Regions from separate parts of the Mus musculus genome. Here region 1 is linked to region 2. A link is a contact called in public Micro-C data. All regions are on one chromosome and are shown on one strand. The core of a region is the stretch at or near the end of the contact, and the rest is flanking DNA. Distances in the headings are between cores, read along the strand shown. Region 1 has its middle 17 kb from the start of Gm12927. Region 2 overlaps Slc2a1 (solute carrier family 2 (facilitated glucose transporter), member 1).

Region 1 (6,410 bases), core at 2,834-5,333, 150 kb after region 2:
CGCTCCTACTGATTGTCCCAGGAGTCTCTCATCTTCCTTTTCAGACAAAGTCTCATAAAGACCGAGCTGGCAATGACCTACTGTAGCCAGGGACATTCTCAGTTCTCTGCTTCTACCTCCCCGGTGCCAGAACTGCAGGCATGCATCACCACACCTAACCTATGCCCAGCCCCTCGTTTCCTCACTCTGTCTCCCTTGGTGTCTGGGTACTCCAAGCAATAAGCCCTCAAGGACTAGATGTGAGAATTTTACTAAGGAAATGTTTGTCAAAGAAAATGGAGGAGCAAGGACAGAGCCCAACAGTTTGTTGAGTAAAAATGTAAGTGAATTATCTGTGACATTAATATTGTCAACCTGAGACTGGAGAGATGGCTTAGAGGTTAAGAGCACTGACTGTTCTTCCCAGGGTCCTGAGTTCAATTCTCAGCAACCACATGGTGGCTCACAACCATCTGTAATGGAATCAGTGTGTGTGTGTTTGTGGGTGAGAGAGTATGTGCACATGGCAGATCCCGAGTCTTAGTTAGGGTTTTACTGCTGTGAACAGACACCATGACCAAGGCAAGTCTTAATAAAACAACATTTAATTGGGGCTGGCTTACAGATTCAGAGGTTCAGTCCATTATCATCAAGGTGGGAGCATGGCAGAATCCAGGCAGGCATGGCGCAGGTAGAGCTGAGAGTTCTATGTCTTCATCCAAAGGCTGCTAGTGGAAGACTGACTTCCAGGCAACTAGGGTGAGGCCCATACCCACAGTGACACACCCATTCCAACCAGGTCACACCTATTCCAACAAGGCCACACCTTCAGATGATACCACTCCCTGGTCCAAGGATATACAAACCATCACACCCTGCAAGAGGAGTCACAGACACTTGTGAGCAACCATGTAGGTGCTGGGAATTGAACCTGGGTCCTCAGGAAGATAAACCAGTATTCCTAATTACTGAGTCAACCCCCCCCCCCCCCCCCAAGGAGTTTCTAGCCTGGACTCATTGAGTGAAAACCCACTGTAGGCTGAGGAGACACCCAGTGGTCAAGAGCATCAGTTCTGTAATTATCAGGTGAAATCCCAACATGTGTTAAAAGCCAGCATCACTGCATACCTGAGAATCCATCACTGGGAGGTAGAAATGGGCAGATCCTGGGAGCTTCTTGGCTAGATAGCCTGTCCTTGAGTGATGGACTTCTAGTCTGGTGAGGCTCTGGCCCAAGGCAGTCGAGGCACACCATGATAAGACACTCAATATTCTGCTCTGGTCTACACATGCGGGCCCCACAAATTTACATGCATATACATGTATGCTACACACACACACACACACACACACACCCTAATTGGGGGAAAGCCATTCTACGGGCTGGGGTCCCAGTCTGTACTCTTCTTATGCTGTTGATAAAACACCACAGCCATGGGAATTTACAAATGAGACCATATCCTAATTCTCCCCAAACAGTACCATTAACTGGGTACTAAGTGTGTAAGTATCTGAGATCACAGGGAACATTGTTCATTCACACTGCCATGCTAAAGAAAATCAAATCGGAAAAAAAGCAAGCAGTGCAGTTGTCTGCCTTAGGCTCCTCACACAGGATGTGACAGGAACAGCTGCCTCAAGTTCCTGCTTGTACATTATAGGCCTGTGCCCTCACGCTGCCAGCAAAAACGGGGCAGCTCAGCTGCTCCCCTTGCCAGGCATTTTTCCACAGCAGAGAGAATACAACAGGTTCTAGAATACCACCAGGTAGTCTAGGGAAAGTCTGGCAAGGCCACCATGAGTTCTTGGGGCGGTTACTGTCGGAGAACAAGTCTAAGAAGAAGTCTACCTTAAAAATATCACCAAGCAGCTATCAGCACGGGCTCACTTAGGTAGCCTGGGTCCCAGACAATGTGGCAAAGAACTGGACTTCTTCCTCATTTATGTCTCCTGTAGTCAGAAGTCCACATTCTCTTGTAAACTATCTCTATAGTTCATAAGGGAGATCGGAATCTCTTTGCATAGCCCTAGCTGATATAGAATTCCATCTGTAGACCAGGAATCAGCCTGCCTCTGCCTCCCCAGTGCTGGGATTGACTGGAGTGGGCATCCCCCGGCTCTGTATTTTTGTCATTTTGTTAGGTATCATTAACTCTAGCAAGTCTTTCACGACTTTAAGTAACTAAAGAAAAAAAAAACTGGGTACTGGTAATGCACACCTTTAGTCCTGGCACTCAGGACAGAGCCAGGCAGATCTCTGTCAGTTCTAGGACAGGCAAGGCATTTTACAGAGAAATCCTGTCTCAAAACAAACAAACAAACAAACAAACAAACACCCTAGAAATATGCCGGGCAGTGGTGGCACATGCCTTTAATCCCAGTACTTGGGAGGCAGAGGCAGGCGGATTTCTGAGTTCGAGGCCAGCCTGGTCTATAAAGTGAGTTCCAGGACAGCCAGGGCTGCACAGAAATCCTGTTTCCAAAAAAACAAAAACAAAAAAACAAAACAAAAACACCCCAAAACAAAAATACCCCAGAAATAGGTGTTTCAGAGCTGGACAGTGGCGCAGACATAATGGTAGTCTGTAAGACAGAGGATTGACTGAAGGCTGAGGCCAGTTCCTGCCACATAGGGTCACTCAGTCTCAAAAAGCCAAGTACTACGGATGTAGCTTGGTGATGGAACACTTGTTAGCACATCCATGGCCCTCAGTTTGGTACCAAGCACCACACATACAACACATACGTGGGGATAGTGACATAGCTTCCAGCACTCAGAAGGTAGCAGCAGACAGGTTTGAAACTAGCCTGGTCTGTATGAGTTTCATAAAAAAACCAAAAAGTTGAGCTACAGAGATGACTCGGTGGTTAAGAGCACTGACTGCTCTTCCAGAGGTTCTGAGTTCAATTCCTAGCAACCACATGGTGGCTCACAACCACCTGTAACAGGATCCAATGGCCTCTTCTGGTATGTCTGAAGACAGCTGCACTGTACTCATATATATAAAATAAATGTAAACAAAAACAGAAAGTTGTCAGGCAGTGGTAACACATGCCTTTAATCCCAGCCTGGTCTACAGAGCCAAGTTTCAGGACAGCCAGGGCCCTCTGAGAGAGGAAGCAGAGGCTTTTATGTGACCATTATTTATCGTATTGCCATTATTTTCCATTCCAATGTCTTACTAAGTTTTCTAGGTCATAGGACTAACTCTAGCTACAAGAGTTGAATAAAGCAAATTTCACATGTCTACTGGGTCACTAGCCAAGAGGCCTGCCACGGCATCTCAGTTCAGCATTCAAGTTACCTCATTTCAGAATTAATATTAATTAAGGCACTGACAGAACAAGCTCAGGTTCTTCATCTTACTGTCACAAAATGGGTGACGAGCCAGAAGGATCTGAGTTCGAGGCCAGCATGTAACATAAATCTCACTCCAGTGTAACTAATCCACTTTCACTTTCAGGAGGCTCTTACTTGGTTAATGTGCCAACTATACCATGCAGTAGGTAAACTGTCAGGGTGACCCCTCAGCCCATTCATGTTGAAGCCCCAGCTGCCATTGCAAGAGCCCGTGGTGATGCTGGGGAGGCACATGAACTTTCAGTAATCAAATCCTGAACCCGACTGGTAGAGTGCTTGCTTCACTTAGCTGCATGCAAGCACAAGACAGATTCAATTCAATGCTGAGCACTATCTCCAGGTCAGTCCTCAGACAACCCACTTAAGGAAGTTTAGTGTTTCAGGGTTTTGTTCATGACCATTTATTTTGCCCCTCTTCCTCTTACTTCTGGGCCTGTGGTGAGGCAGTCTTGACATATTAGAGGAATTATGGCAGAGCAAAGTCGTTTTGCCTCATGGTCCAAGACAGAAAAGAGGCATACACCCTTCTCTGAAGGAATGTCCCTTGGTAAAGAGACCTTCAGCTAGGCATCCCTCCTTCCCAATAGTGCTAATGGCAACAGAGCTGTCAATGAGACTTTTGGGTATATTCCAGATCTAAGCCATGGCAGGAAGCCATTCAATTTGGATGAGGTCATAAGGGTAGGGCCCTCAAAGTGGGAGTGGTTCCTCTGTCCTGTGGACAGAGCAGGAAGGTAACCATTCTTATGACTGTAAGCCCTATCACAAGGCTTACATTCATCTTGGACTTGCTAACCTTCAGAAGTGCTGCTTAAGGCACCTACCCAATTTATGGCATGATGTAACAGCAGTCTAACCTGCAATAACATTGCTCTTCTTCCCGTCTAGCTAAGCTATGGCCGTCACTTCACCCCACTTCCAAACCTACTCTAGGTTATTATTCAAAGTAAGTAACAGGTTCAATTATTTTGTTCTGAACTCAAGCAAGCCATAAGACCCCCTCCCCCTAAGGAGCTTCCGGTCTATCAGGGACAGACAGCAAACAGACAGCAAAATCAAGTAGTAGATGCTGATAGGCTGTGTTAGGAACAAGCTGAATTAGAGCAGGAATCCAGAAGAGCATGAGAACTTGTACACAGAGAGAGGATGCTGCATCTAAACACATTAGAAATGTCTTCCTAAACCATGGTCTTTTAAGAACCGGGAGGAGAAAGACATTTGGTTATCTGCAGGAACAGTTACAGCCAAGAGGAAACGCCTTGTGGTGGGGATAGTGCCTCACATGTTCCAGGAAAAGGAAACTGGAACAAACAGTGGACACAGGAATAGAATAGAGCACAGTGAGTCTGTAGAACACTGACTGAGATCTTGTATTTCTAGACTAGCTAGCTTTGGTTCTTTTTGAGGCAGGGTCTATGTAGTCCTGGCTAGTCTAGAGCTATGTAGATCAGCCTGGCCTCATAAGAGACCCTCCTGCCTGTGTCCTGGGCACTCCACCAGAACTTGGTAGGTCCCTTGCACTAATGTGGAAAACATGCAGCAGACAGCTTACACAGACGGCTCCTGCTTTGTGTGTCAGTGGAGGCCTGGGCACAGTCTGGGGTGGCTGTGTGCTGTTTCTGTTAAAGTCCACGGAAATTACACCAATTGGATATGGAGAATGTGATAAAAGACTAGGACTTCTGAAAGACAGTAGTGATTTTAATAAAAGTGGCCCTCATGGGGCACTTGTTTAATACCTGGGTCACCAGTTGGCTCTCTGGGAATTAGGAGATCACTGGGAATGGTTTGTGTTTGTTTTTTTTTTTTTTTTTTTTTTTTTTTTTTGGGGGGGGGGGGAGTTTCGAGACAGGGTTTTTCTCTGTGTAGCCCTGTCTGTCCTGGAACTCACTCTGTAGACCAGGCTAGCCTTGAACTCAGAAACTGGCCTGCCTCTGCCTCCCAAGTGCTGGGATTAAAGGCTTGTGCCACCATGCCTGGTGGGAATGGGTTTTGATAAAGACTTGCAGCTGTTTTAGGTTTGTGACCTGCCTTGTGGGTTGTTGTAAGCTTTCACAAGATGCAGTAGCAAATGCTTTTAGTCCTAGCTTAAAGACAGAGGCAGGTGAACCTCAGTCAATTCAAGTCTGGCCTATATAGGTGAGGTTATAGAAGTCTATTCTAACCCACTGATACTGTACAAACCCAATTAAATGTTTTTGTTGTTTTTTTCCTCTTAAAAGTCAATAGCAGCCTCCCTCCCTTTTCTCCAACACAGGCTTTCTGTGTAGTCCTTGAACTCATTTGAGGATGGCCTCAAAACTCCTAAGAGGTCTGCCCAATTCTGCCCCCCCACCGCCCCCAATGCTGGGATTAAAGATTGGTGGCACCATGTCCAGCCCACCGCAATGTTCTCAATATTTGGCTTTGATGATTCAGCATCTGAGTTCCCTTTTGGATTACATATTTCTCTGGTCACCATTTATGTCCTTGACTATCAACTTCAGTAGCCACATGTCTGTGACACACATTTTCATCAACATACCAGCCTGGATGTATGTTTCTATCACACATCCAGGCTTGGTCTGCGGGCTGGCGAGATGGCTCAGAGGGTAAGAGCACTGAGCGCTTTTCCAGAGGTCCTGAGTTCAATTCCCAGTAACCACATGGTGGCTCACAACCACCTGTAATTGAGATCTGACGCCCTCTTCTGGTGTGCTACAGTGTACTTATGTATAATAATAAATCAATCTCAGGGGGGTGGGGTGGAGAAAGACTTGGTATGCAGAACAATTCTATAATAGCCCCTGGGTCATTCTCCTTCCTAGTTAGATTAGGATCACATTTACTATTTTCATATTTTATTATTATCATCATAGGAAGTCCCATCCCAAATTGTGGTAGTAACCAGATAAAGAGGGGGCCTTCTTGCTGCTGCTCTGCTCTACTGCTTGATTCTTTTCCCAATACCACAAGACATACTTGCAAGCTTCTACTTTGAACTGAAGACATAGAGCTCTCCAGGAAACTTCCAGGTTCTTGGCTGGAATGCTGAGGCACCTAGCTTTAAGGACTAAGAAACTACCAGATT
Region 2 (6,280 bases), core at 3,632-6,131:
CTCCCGCCCTCTGCCAATATTGACTGAGAGCCTGCTGCAGGCCAGGCCAGACTGGAAGGACACACTGGTGGGGTTAAAAGACAGGCTACACACTGGCCTGTGGCCTGGGCTATCTATCATTTCAGATAATGGAAAGGAAGGTTCCCCACTTAACACTTCACCAGGCCACTTACTGGTTACTCGGGTTACTTCCTGAGGTGGGGGAGGGGCACATGGAAGACCCTCCTGTATGCTAAGGCCTGAGCTCAGGTTTTCCCGATGAACTGAGAGCCCAGGGTGCACCTAAGGGACTTGAACGCTAGACCTGACTCGGGTCTTCTGCATCCCCGTGGGCGTGCCACAGAGGGCTAGGGGGAGGGGATCAGCCACTTCCACTTCTCAGCGCTTATGTTCCAGCATTAGGGTTCTGACAAAACGTGTGGAACGAGTTTTATCCAAACAGTAAGTTGGGAGTTGGGTCTTTGCCCATGTTCTCCTCCCTGGGCATTATTCTGCTGCAGAGACAGCAAAGCCATATCTCTTTCTCCGAGTTCCCAGTTGATGGCAGATTAAGCTATAGGTTGTAGAGAACACATCGAGGGAAGGAAGGGCTTGGAAGACCGTGAGATGTTACCACCAGCATTCTCACAGTGAGGTTTGCATCCCTTTTACATCACCACATGCACTTCAGCCTGGTAAAAATAACACATGTTGAGTTCATGGATTTCAATTTCATCTGCAGGCTAATGGCAGCAGATGGACAGTGGTGGCCCAGTTGAGGGTGGCTTCCTGTTCTGACCTCAGTCAGCAAACACTTGTTGATTGAGATTTCCCAGGCCCAATATGGACACTAACATGGAACTGGACAGTGAGCTGTCCCTATTTCCTCAGAGGTAGGGTTGCCCCCTCAGGCCCTAACAACAAGGTAAAGGGAACTGGTGGACTTATTCCCCATAAGTCTAAGTCAGCAGTGATCAAGTGTGGTAAATGGGGTACTGTGGGCTGGGGCAGGTGACAGATCTCAGCTATGTGTCTACCAAGGGGCAGGAGCTCTGTTCCTCCCCTGCAGCTATACTGAGTCTGGCTGAGCCTCGTTTTCTTAACCTGGCTGTATCAGCCATCCTCTGTCCACCACTGCACAGACTGTTGGTTCTGTCTACCTGGAATGTTGTCTTGCCACTGCTTTCCCAGTTGGCAGACTGCGTACTTGTCCTTTGAGCTGATTTCAAAGTCACCTACTGGGAGTTGAATTTTGATTGCCCCCCCAAGGCGATCCCTCCACTGCTTCCTTAGTTCCCCAAGCACCTCTATTGAAGTCCACACGCTATGGGCGGTCACTGGCTCTGCCTCCCCAACCTGTGCTCACTTGACTACTTGCTGTCTCCTTGACATTAGGCAGGCCTTCTCCAGTAAAGTTAGGCCTTGACCTGCCAATTGAACAGGGCCTTATAGAAGACGTGGGCCTAGGTGGCTCCATGTAAAACAGGGCCTGCTGACACAGAACCCACCTCCCTCCCTCCCTCCTCTACTCATGCTGTACCAGCATAAGTTTTTGACAAGTCTATATTATTTTTCTCTTACCATTTTTTTATTAAATTGCCTTGTTGTAAGCAATATGAAATCATTGGTTTATAAAAATTCATTGTGGGTGAGTACTGAGTTTAGAATTCAAGAACCCACAAAAGGATCTAAACTGAAGGCTCCTTTTTTTTATCTTGCCTCTTGCTGGCCACCCAGGACCCTCAGTGTTCATTATTACCTAGACCAAGCTGGTCTTGAACTCAAATCTGCTTACCTCTGCTTCTCAGCTGTTGGGATTGATGTGTGGGCCGCCATACCCAACCTTCATTGTTCTTTTTGTACATGCTTTTAAGTCATTCTTCATATTCTTCCCTCCAATTTTTTATATCAAAGGTGGCATTCGATATGAATACTGATCAAGCTTGCTTTAAACTTGTCCTTGTAACTTGGAGAATGTCCCAAACCAATCCATCCAGATGTATCCTTTATATATTCCATTATACTGCTATGCCACAGCTCACTAAACCATAGGTATGTGCTAATATCATTTTTATTCTAATGTGTACTAGAAAAATGCATATTTGCATACCCTAAGTATTACACCTGAGCAACCCTGAGCATGTTACTCAGCAGATAGCCCAGCATATGGTGGGGCTCAGCTGTCACCATTGAGCTCTGTCACTGATGTTTACCACAGCCTCATAAGTCCCACTGGTCACCTGATGACTCTTGGCTCGGCTGTGGCTCCCAGAAGCTTGTCATGTACTCCCTGCCCACTCACCCCGCAGCACTGGGTCTGGAGGCTCCCTAGAGAGCTGGGAGACAGGAGATGTGAGAGGCCATGCCTTTTGACTGAGTTCACAGAGGATGGGAGTTGAAGGGAAGTGGCGCAGTAAAGAATGACTTTGCAAGGTCAGTCAAGGAGAAACAGACAGACAGACCATTCGAAGGCAGGCTCCAACATTCTGTGTCCACTGGAGCAGACACAGGCCTTCCTCTTTCTCAGAGTTTCATGTGAGAACTATAGCTTTGGCAGTCCTTGTCTTTCAGGCTTCTGGAAAATGAGAAGACCTGGGAACAAGTCTGCTTAAGGGCTACGCCCAGCTCTATCTAACAATCTAGAAGTCAGGGCAGCTTCTGGGTACTGTGGGGAGACAGGCCCAGACGCTCACACAAGGCTGAAACCCAGCTAAAACTATCACACACTATCCTAGACAGAGTCTCGCACGGCTCCTGATCTTAGGCTTCCCTCTTGGACCCGAATCGCCCAGCCCAGCGCCATGCGGGTGTTCTGCATCCGTAGATGCTGGTCTATTTCTTTGGTTTTGGCATGAGTCCCCAGCTCTCTTTTCCCACAGCCAGTCAAGGGCCTGCCTCAAGTTATATTTCTTGGCTTCTTCGTTTGAAGAGCTGGAGAGTCCCTAACTTTGTCTATTCAGGTGGACACCTCACTGGCCTTCCACCTCTGTGTAAACAGGCCCTTTCACCTGCTGGCCTTATCCCTTCCTGCTGCCTTCAACCCTTTGTCCCTTAGTCACTTCGGGTCATGTACTTTTTGAATCGTATTTCTGTTATCTGGTACAATTCACCCTGAAATGAAAGCTCATGGTTTGCAGGGGGTAGGGGTGGGGGCGTTGGTGTGAGGAGCACTCAGTGAGGACTCCAGGGCCCTGTATTCTGATCCTGACGCTGCTGCAGACCCCTGAGTAGATTGGAACTTTGATCTCTTGCTCTGAGCTCTCAAGAACTTTTGTTTTCTCCCCAGTGAAGGGTAGGAAGGCTAGAGAAGGGCAGGGTCATGTCTCCAGTGCTGAACAATGTGACTGTTCCCATTTTGCAGATAGGCACATGGAGGGTAGGGAGGCAGTGGGGCAGGGAAACCCAGCTAGCCTGCAAGAATTCCTATTGGCTAGACTCAGGCCATTGCCCTTGGCTTTGAATCCAGAGCCTTTCTTCCCCATCTGCACTGTCCCTTTCATTCAGTTTGGCCTTCCTGGTGAGGGAGGGAAGGTTGGTTCCTCTTCCTCCCACAATGTGGGGCTACCTGAAATGTAAGTATCACTCCTACCTGGGTAGTGAGACCTTGGAAAGCCAAAGGCTCTCTAACTGCATAAAGAAAAACCTGATTGCTCTCTCTCCTCAGAGAAGTCTAGAAGTCAGCTGGGCAGGTTTGGGCACCTGAGGCCAGGAAGTAGCCAGGTTTCCTGGGAGAAGGACAAATGTGTTGCCAGGAGTCAGGCGAGGCATATCTGAACATGGGAACCTGCCAGCATTGACTTTGCTCTGTAGTACTCTGGGCCCAGACATGCCTGTAACCCTGTGGTTTCTTCCTGCAGAAGGTGACGGGCCGCCTCATGTTGGCTGTGGGAGGAGCAGTGCTCGGATCACTGCAGTTCGGCTATAACACTGGTGTCATCAACGCCCCCCAGAAGGTAAGTGTGCTATGCCACTCCCCATATATACCATCACCCACACACATTCATGGTGCCACCTCGGTGTCCATCATTGACATCAACTGACCATCTTCCCTCCCAGCTGGAATTCTAGAATCCCAGGGCCATAGAATGGTGCTACTGTGGTAGGCTGTCTTGACTGTTTCCCAAACAGCACAGACATTTACACTGATCAGTATAGTGGAATTTCATTTATATAGTATTTGGGGCTCCTGAAAGCTCCACATCTGTTGCTGGGCAAGTGGGCAGGCAGTGGGGGAAATGGTCAGAGAAGAGGAGCCTTCCCCAGTGCCACCCTGTCGTGCAGTTTTTATGTTCTCACACGCCAGCCACTTACAGCATAGTCCAGTTCCAGACTGTAACGGCTTCCTGTCCCTGGAGGTCCCAGGTCAATTTAAGTAAACATGGCATCTCACCCTGAGGTGCTGCAGGAGCTCGGCCTGGCTTCCTTCTCCCCATTGCACACCTCAGATCTGCCCCCACTTGTGTTCTCTCTGGGTGTTTAGACTGGAAATGACTGTGGCATTCACCTCCTTGTTCTGAGAGAAGAGGAACACAGGTGAGGGACAGACCTGGAGGCTGTCGCAGCGCCTCCTTTACACTGGGCATCTTACGTGTGTTTATGACGTTGGTGGTGAGTTCTATTTTACAGACTCAGGCTGATGAAATGACCTGTGGGTAAGGTCATGTACTGGTGAATGGTGGCATCTCAGCCAAGCTCTTTGTTTCCATAGCCTCAGGCTGCCTTCCTTTCCTGACCCACTCTCTTGTCCTTTAACAATTCCCACTTTCACAGGGCTCATGGAGTAGAGGTAGTCAGCCCTCCTGTCAGACATGCTCACTACCCAGGCTGAGGAGGCTAGACAGTGAGTGTGAGAGTGCCTCTCTCGGGACCAGGGCACCAGACTAGAATCAGAGCTGGGCTTCTTCCAAGTAGGCGGAGCTTGGCTGTAGGGGCCACGCCCGATGCTGGGGAGCAAGTCCCTAGGAAGGCTTGGCTGCTGAGTCATGCTGAGCTGCAGCAGCCCTGATGGGATTTTTCCAGGATCTAACATGGCAACTGTGAGCCCATGCTTGGAACAAATCCCAAACCTTGTTTTTACTAAGTGCTTAGACAGCTCCCACCTAAGTGTGTCCTTTGCAGCCAGCTGTTTTGGGGGAATCTGCAGATGTAAAGTCTATACAACAAGATGGGAAAAAGTAGGGAGATGGGCTTGCTGCACATTGAGGGTCCCTGGACCACCCAGGTTCTGGTTTGGGATGCCAAGCAAGCTCCTTAACTATTTCTGAGGGTAGCCGGAGCTGACAAGCGGTGGGTCAGGCCCTGTCGTAACTGAGGTCACAGTGAGCTAATGACAGCTAATTAGACAGCTAATGCTCTAAAGGCAAGGCAGGGCAGGGGGGCCTGCAGGGGAGTCAGTAAGATGCCCAGATTGCAGAGAGCCACATCCTCTGTGAAGGATGAGTATTGTGGCATGTCAGGAAGGTAGGCTGGGGGAGAAGAGAAGTTGGGAGTTCACAGCAAGCCAGAACTGGTCCGCTATAGTCCTTGCATGAGCATCTTGGATCTACAGCATAGCCAGCCCCTATCTTGTCCTGGCATAGCCAGATGGGTAGGTGGGGGGAGGGGGTATCATGAGGACCTTTGAGCCTGTGGAGGAGGTTAGATCTGGTCAGATCTGCATCTTTGGAAATATTAATGCACCTGGAGTAGATGGATCTGAGAGTGTAAGCTGGGGTCAGACACTCAGACTAATGCCATAAGAACAAATGCTGCCTGCTGGAGAGATGGACCAGAATCTGAGGTGCCTGCCACCAAGCCTGACAACCTGAGTTTAGTTCCCAGGACCCACATGGCAGAAGACAAGAACAGAGATCCCTACAAGTTGTCCTCTGATCACCACATACATGCCAGAATACACATGTATCCTCCCCCATACACAAATAAGTGTAATTTAGTCAAAGTTCAGTATGGGGACATGAGGGAAAAGGGTTCAAAAATGGCTTTTACATGTCTGGTTCAGGGGAGCAGCTAGTAGGTGCAAGGCGGCAGGAGTTAGTTAGTCTGTAGGTGTAAGGTATCAGGAATTAGTTTATAGGCACGAGGTTGTTGGCCACCTCGAGGATCTGAGTGGTTTCTTGTTCACAGGCTGAAGAGTGAGTGAATGATGGTCACTGCTATCTGGGTGGGCATGGGGGAAGATCTGTGATGTAAAGAGAGCAAAGGTCAGCTCTTGGACATCCCCAGTGACAGATGGAAAGGACCCTAGGAAGAGAAGCTGACATCTAAAACCAAACAGGAGTGCAGGGCATGGTGCTGTACACCT

Evidence for each region. A called contact is a pair of places that touch in the nucleus more often than the background predicts.
Region 1: a contact with region 2 is called in a Micro-C map of embryonic stem cells, with 2.3 times the contacts expected there. The contact joins two enhancer-like sites. A contact is called at or near these places in 1 of 39 promoter capture datasets (cranial neural crest), 2 of 484 Hi-C or Micro-C datasets (both in embryonic stem cells) and 2 of 115 datasets of contacts at active chromatin or transcription factors (embryonic stem cells and epiblast stem cells).

The regions. Positions count from the first base shown.
Region 1 is chr4:119,270,793-119,277,202 of GRCm38.p6, forward strand. No RefSeq gene overlaps it. Among named protein-coding and RNA genes, the nearest start is that of Gm12927, 17 kb to the left of the region's middle. Within about 2 kb of position 4,084, at least 57 of the 459 cell types and tissues checked have an H3K27ac peak or open chromatin away from gene starts, as enhancers often do. A contact at or near this core is called in embryonic stem cells, where this site is marked.
Region 2 is chr4:119,116,555-119,122,834 of GRCm38.p6, forward strand. Slc2a1 (solute carrier family 2 (facilitated glucose transporter), member 1) reads left to right here. Exons shown (of 10, transcript NM_011400.3): 2 at 3,837-3,932. Among named protein-coding and RNA genes, the nearest start is that of Gm52706, 11 kb to the left of the region's middle. Within about 2 kb of position 4,882, at least 144 of the 459 cell types and tissues checked have an H3K27ac peak or open chromatin away from gene starts, as enhancers often do. A contact at or near this core is called in embryonic stem cells, where this site is marked.